Linked DNA regions of Mus musculus: region 2 is linked to region 1. A link is a contact called in public Hi-C data. All regions are on one chromosome and are shown on one strand. Each heading gives the region's core, a stretch centred on a gene start, on an enhancer-like site or on the middle of the called end of the contact. The rest is flanking DNA. Distances are from core to core; before and after follow the strand shown.

Region 1 (2,892 bases), core at 141-2,640:
ATGCAGAACATATCAGCTCTCCCAAGCACTGCCACCCTGTATGATTGCTCCCTTTGGTACCACTCAATTAATCTCTTTGGAACCAGTTTCTGCACTTCCTTGTATGTGTTCTGTGAGAGGAAGAGACAAGGGAAAGACAATGGCAGTCAAGGAGAGAATGTAATATAATGAAATAAATCTGTTATTAAATTCTTAGAAACAGAATTTCAAGTCTTTGCACTACTAATTACTATACTTAAGGAGAGTTCCTATGATTTGAGTTTTATTTAATTCATCTTTTGAATATGAGCACTATCGCCTATTTTCAGTTTGATCATAGGACTATATATTTTTAAATCATATTTGCGACCCATTGTGAAACCCTGACATTTGAAAACTTACATTTTCATGTATCTGAGTTTGCTGTTTAAATCTAGGTTCTCTTTCATTTTATTTTTAAAATCTGGAAAAGATGAAAAACACAATAAGCATATGATGTGTAATTACAAAATAGAATGCACTCATAATACTCTCAGAAAACATTAGACCTTCACTAATGTAAATTAGTAATTAAGATTTCCTTATAGGGCTACTGCAGCTATGATTCTAGCTCGAGAGAAGAATGCTTGGTTTACAAGTTCAAGGGCCTGAGTTCAACCCCAACCCCACAAAGACAGGGAAAAAAATGGAAATATATATAGTGCTTGCTATCTTGTTTCTCAGAGTTTAGAATTAAATGTAACAGTAAGTTAGAATAAATCCTTATTAGGTAGAGACAAAATGGTAAAAGCTACATTGGATATAACGGAAAAGCTTAGAACCAGTTGAATGTTCCCCTCACTACAACTTCCTGCTGAGGTTTCCATCTGGCATAACCGCATTACGGAACAGACTGACATCCTTATAGAGAGATACTTTGAGACTTAATGGAAAGCTAAAATTACATCAAAGTCATTCCCGTTTAGAATGCATAGATGTGTGTAATACATTTTAGAAATATTTCTACAAGAATGGTTAATTGTAGTGCTTAGAAAGTTAAGCTTCAGTTATCTGTAAAATTAGCATATGTGTCAAGATCACTCCCCATCAGCATCAGTTTATGGGAATCTTTTCTCTGTTGCCATTCACGATCATTCTTCTGATACTTTCTGTCATTTTTCTGCTACCCAAATGTGTTCCAGTGATGAATAGATCCTTTTCCCAAGGATCTTCTGAGGGAAGCTGTTATTAAGATCTATTTTTACATTAGCAAAAACCCATCCCAAACCTGTTTCCACTGATCATTCTAACTCTTATGCTTCACTGTGATGTCAATGAATTTCACAGGCTAAAGCTGCCATTGGAGCTGCTGTATGTGCTTGTAATCAGAGCCAGACATCTGTGAGTGCACCAAACAAGCCCCAGGGCAGGAAGGCTGGCATCTTTCCACCTGCATCACTATTTAAGTAAAAGCAGCACCAGGAAGAAAGACAGGGTAGTCTGTTCTCTTTGTAATTGGTATTGGCGTGAGTGAATGCAATTCATAAACTGGCTCCAAGGCTGTTCATTTTCAAGATGATGTTTTCACACATTCTAACACAAAGAGCTAGAAGAGATAGTTAATTTTGACTACATGTATCCTTACAGATTTTGAAAGATAGTTTCCTCCTTCCCAAATAGATCACACACACACACGCACACACACACACACACACACACACACACACCCTTGAAACATGTGACAATTTCCTTGATTTCAAGGCTTATTTAACAAATGAGTTATAGTCTCACAAAAGTAATTTTCTAGTTTCCTTTGATGGCTGATGGAGTGGAGAAATGCATGGCTGAACTAATGATTTTCTGAATAGCAAATTAAAAGTAGTTATAAAAATATATCGTAATACATTTTAACATTAGGATGTAAATCACACCTTCACAATGTGTAACAAAATGACAACTGGTGAATATAACTGAATGCAGAAATAAAATGGGAGCCTAACTTTATAATCATTGTGGAGAAACAAAGGGTAACACTTGGCTACAATGGACATGCCAGGTTATTTGGCAGAGGCTGACACCATTTAGTAAAAGGGTCAGCTGCTGGCACTTGTATAGGGTCATTTACTGCCTATGGGATTGTATTTTTCCAAAGGTAACCTGCCTGGGCATAGCTGGCACATTGTTATGGGAGCAATGCCCTCAGAAACAAACCTTTTGTGCTTGAGGATGAGTCAGCTAAGCCTGGGTGCCAGTTTTCAGGAGGCTGCATGGAAATGCCATCTGCCTGAGTCATGCAGACAGTTGGGGTCTTCAGGTCCCAAGTGTGAGTAGGGTTTGAACATAAACAACTCCTTCACCAGAGAGAAGGGTAAATAGGTACTCCCCTTTTGGTCCTGGACAGACAGCACAACAAGTCACTGAAATTCCTAATTTTATTGTTTATTTTTTCTGCACAAATTGTTAAATTAATATATAAATAATACTAATACATTTGACAATAAATTTGAATGCGAGAATTTATTTTCAGTTATTTATTCAGTGCATCAATTATATACAATGAAATTTGATTGGATAGAATTATTTCAGATTGAAAAAGATATGAGCTTACAGTAACTTTCTTTTCTTTCTAAATTCTTTAAACTTTTTCTACAATTCAGTCTTTATCCCACCCCTGGTCCAACCTCTGACTGTTCCACATTTCATACCTACCCCCTCAGCCCCATCTCCAAGAGGATGTCCCCACCCCCACCCGCTCTCCCACCCAACCAGACCTCTCCACTCCCTGGGGCCTCAAGTCTCTGGAGTGTTAGATGCATCTTCTTTCACTGAGTAAAGGCCTGATGATAGTCCTCTGCTGTATATGTGTTGGGGACATCATAACAGCTAGTATATGCTGCCTGGTTGGTGGCTCAGTGTCAGAGCATTCTCAGGAGT
Region 2 (2,892 bases), core at 118-2,617, 1.6 Mb before region 1:
TCTACTTCTCGCCAGTCTTCCCAACCTCTCCAGGCTGCTCGCGCCGCTGCACTCAAGTTTATTTTCCCGCCTGGGCAGAGGTTTTAGGATTCGGTCGGTGGCTTTCACCTCTCGTTACTGCTGTGCCTAAGGAGGGAAGGAGGAGGCAGCTCCGGATCGGGAAGGTTTTCTGATGTAGTCATCGGGGAGGTGCCAGCAGCTCGCGTGTGCTCCCTCTCCCTTTTTCCCTCCCGGTTTCAAACTGATTGATGAATCTCTACAAGTTGCTGGGGTTGGGGCCGGAGAGGTCCGAGTCCCAGGGACACTTCTGAGAGCTCCCCCCCGGGGCTCTGGGCACGCCGTGCGGGGGTTCAGCCTCTCTCCCGGAAGGCGAACGGAGACTGTCATCAGCCCATCCCGGACTTGGAGGGCTCCATCCGAAAGTGATTGTTTCCCCTCTCGCTTCTCAGCCCGGCAGTTGGCTTGGCGTCGCCCTGCAGGTTTGGGCATCCCGGCCCCGCCTGGCTGGCTGGTTCACAACCTCTGCTCTTCATTCACTCCGCGGCACCCACACCCGGCCAAGACAAGCTAGCAGGAGAAATCCCCGACTCAGCCAGCGCCCGGGGGTGCCATCTCGCTCTGCCTCTGCGGTCGGACTCCTTTGGGGACCTGCTGGAAGACGTGAAGAGCCAAACTTTTCTTGGAGCCTTTTCCGAAGCAAGACCCGCTCCTCCTCTCCTCGCCTGAGCGCTCGGCTGCGGCTTTGGGCAGTTCCAGGACTCCGGCAGAGCCGGGCTTGCGGATCCAGATCGCCACTCTTCTCTGCGCACCTCCGGGTACCGCAGTCCACAGGACTCCTGCGAGCCTTGCGGGGGGTCGCCTGGCCAAGGCACAGAAGGGAGGCTCCGGACTGCTTCCAGCCTCCTGGGGACACCAGTGTGAGGACGCCCCCCCCCCCGCCCCCCTCCACACAGCGCCCTCCTCCTGCAGTTTCTCTCCGGCCGCCAAAGTAACTTGGAACAAAGCGGGGCGCACGGTGAGGGCCCAGCGCGGCGGAGGAAGCCCGTGCAGACCGCGGCGCCGACACTGAGCCGGGCCCGGCGGGCCGGTGTATGTCTCCCCGCAGCCGCGGCGCTCAACTCCCCGTGACTGTGCAGCGCGCGCCGCCGCCTGCCCCGACCCGCGCTGCCGCCGCCCGGCCCCGCACGCACCTCCCTCTCCCGGGGTGACCGGCTTGCAGCCGCCGCCCGAGACACAGCTCCGCACCCCTACCCCCGCCCTCGCCGCCGCCACCGCACACACGCACGCGTCTCTCCGTCTTGTGATTCTTCTCCCCTCCCGAGCCCTTCAGTGGGGGTGCGAGTTTGTCCCCCCGCCCCAGCCACTGCCTCCTTCTTCTCTCTCTCCTCTTCCTCTTCCTCCCGCGCTCGCCGCGCGCCTCTCGCCCCTTCATCGTATTTATTCCTATTTATTTGGCGTCCGCTCTCTTCGTCTGCCCCTCTCCCTCCCTCCCCCTGGATCCCCGATCTCTCCCCGGAGTGGCGCGTCGGGGGCTCCGCCGCTGGCTAGGCGTGATGTTGCACGTGGAGATGTTGACGCTGCTCTTTCTGGTGCTCTGGATGTGTGTGTTCAGCCAGGACCCGGGCTCCAAAGTCGTCGCCGACCGCTACGCCGTCTACTGGAACAGCAGCAACCCCAGGTAAGGTGGCCGGGGCGGGGGCGCCAAAAGCTCGGGCTCCGCGGGCCTGGGCCGGGAGCAGGGGACACGGCGGCCGGGAGCGGCGCGCACCAGCCGCAGGCAGCGCGCGCCCTCGGAGCCTGCGTCGCCAGACGCCGCTGGCCGCCCGGCGCCGGCGGGAAGCGCTCGCTCCGCGCCGCTCTTTGTTAAGCCAGGGCGGCAGGGCCGGCGGCTGCTAGCAATCCCCAGGGCTGCGCGGAGCCGCTGCCTCCGACCGGGTGCGGGGAAGACACGGGAATGGGCGGGAGCCCCGGACCCGGGCCATCGCTTCCCAGTCGGGGAGATTGGCCCGCACCTCCGGATCCCGGCTTAGAGCTTGGGTGCTGGTAGCCTCGGGTGCGTACTGCCAAGAGGTCCTCCCTGGAGCCTGGGGGGCGCGGGGCTGAGGCCGGGATCCTGATAGATAGCATCAAAGTTTTCTTTTTTTTTTAATTTTAAAATTTTTACTTAAACATAATGCCTTCTTTTACCTCCTTGCGCGCATAGAGAGAGCGCGTACCGGTTAGAGGGAAGCAAAGGGGGGTTGGAGGGATGGGTGAGTGGAAAGCGGAAGCTTTAGGGTTTAATGTTCTTTTTAACTGCGAGATAACTGTTAGGTGACCCCCCCCCCCCCCACACACACACCGCCAAGTCGGTCTAGGCCCATCGCGCTTGGCCCTGGAAAGGATTCTCCCAGCTCGGGCACCCTCCTTTCCCCCCCAGTGGGCTTAAGGTGCCAGAAAGTTTGATCGAATGCCGGGTTACGTCACGAGTGCAGAGCGAGCCGCTGGAGTTGGCAAGCCGGAAGGTGGGAGCCTTCGCCCCGGGGCCTGGCGCTGTGCAGCTGGAGGGACGCGCGTGGTTACCTGCGACAGCGTCTAGGCGACCCCAAAGCCTGCGGGCTTGGCGGGAGGCTGGAAGCGGGCGCCGGGGACTTCCTTAGCGCACGCTCTGGGCCCTAGCTTGCCGCAGCCACCCTGCGATCCTGGACCCCGGAGAGGGGAGGAGGGTCGTCCACAGCACCAGGCAGACCCTTTCTGGTCCGGGCTGCTCCCAAACCTTACTTTCTCCCGGATCTGGACCCAGCAGTCGGTCCCGCTGGGCCCACATCGCTCTGCTTTCAGCTGTGGGCTGGTAGTATTGGTGTGTTGTTCTGGGAGGGAGGCAGTGTCGCTTGTACCTAGGATCACAGGTTT

What was found. Hi-C and Micro-C count contacts between places; a contact is called where the count stands out from the background.
Region 2: a Hi-C map of the N1E-115 cell line shows a contact between it and region 1, with 18 times the contacts expected there. The contact joins the promoter of Efna5 here to the enhancer-like site in region 1. A contact is called at or near these places in 5 of 39 promoter capture datasets (the 3T3-L1 cell line, cranial neural crest, frontonasal cranial neural crest and 1 more), 6 of 484 Hi-C or Micro-C datasets (the N1E-115 cell line, cardiomyocytes and uterus) and 5 of 115 datasets of contacts at active chromatin or transcription factors (astrocytes, embryonic forebrain, embryonic hindbrain and 2 more).

Annotation. Positions count from the first base shown.
Region 1 is chr17:61,300,664-61,303,555 of GRCm38.p6, reverse strand. No RefSeq gene overlaps it. Among named protein-coding and RNA genes, the nearest start is that of Gm34038, 180 kb to the left of the region's middle. Within about 2 kb of position 1,390, at least 24 of the 459 cell types and tissues checked have an H3K27ac peak or open chromatin away from gene starts, as enhancers often do. A contact at or near this core is called in the N1E-115 cell line and astrocytes, where this site is marked.
Region 2 is chr17:62,879,792-62,882,683 of GRCm38.p6, reverse strand. Efna5 (ephrin A5) reads left to right here and starts at 1,367. Exons shown (of 5, transcript NM_207654.2): 1 at 1,367-1,678. The coding sequence starts at 1,554.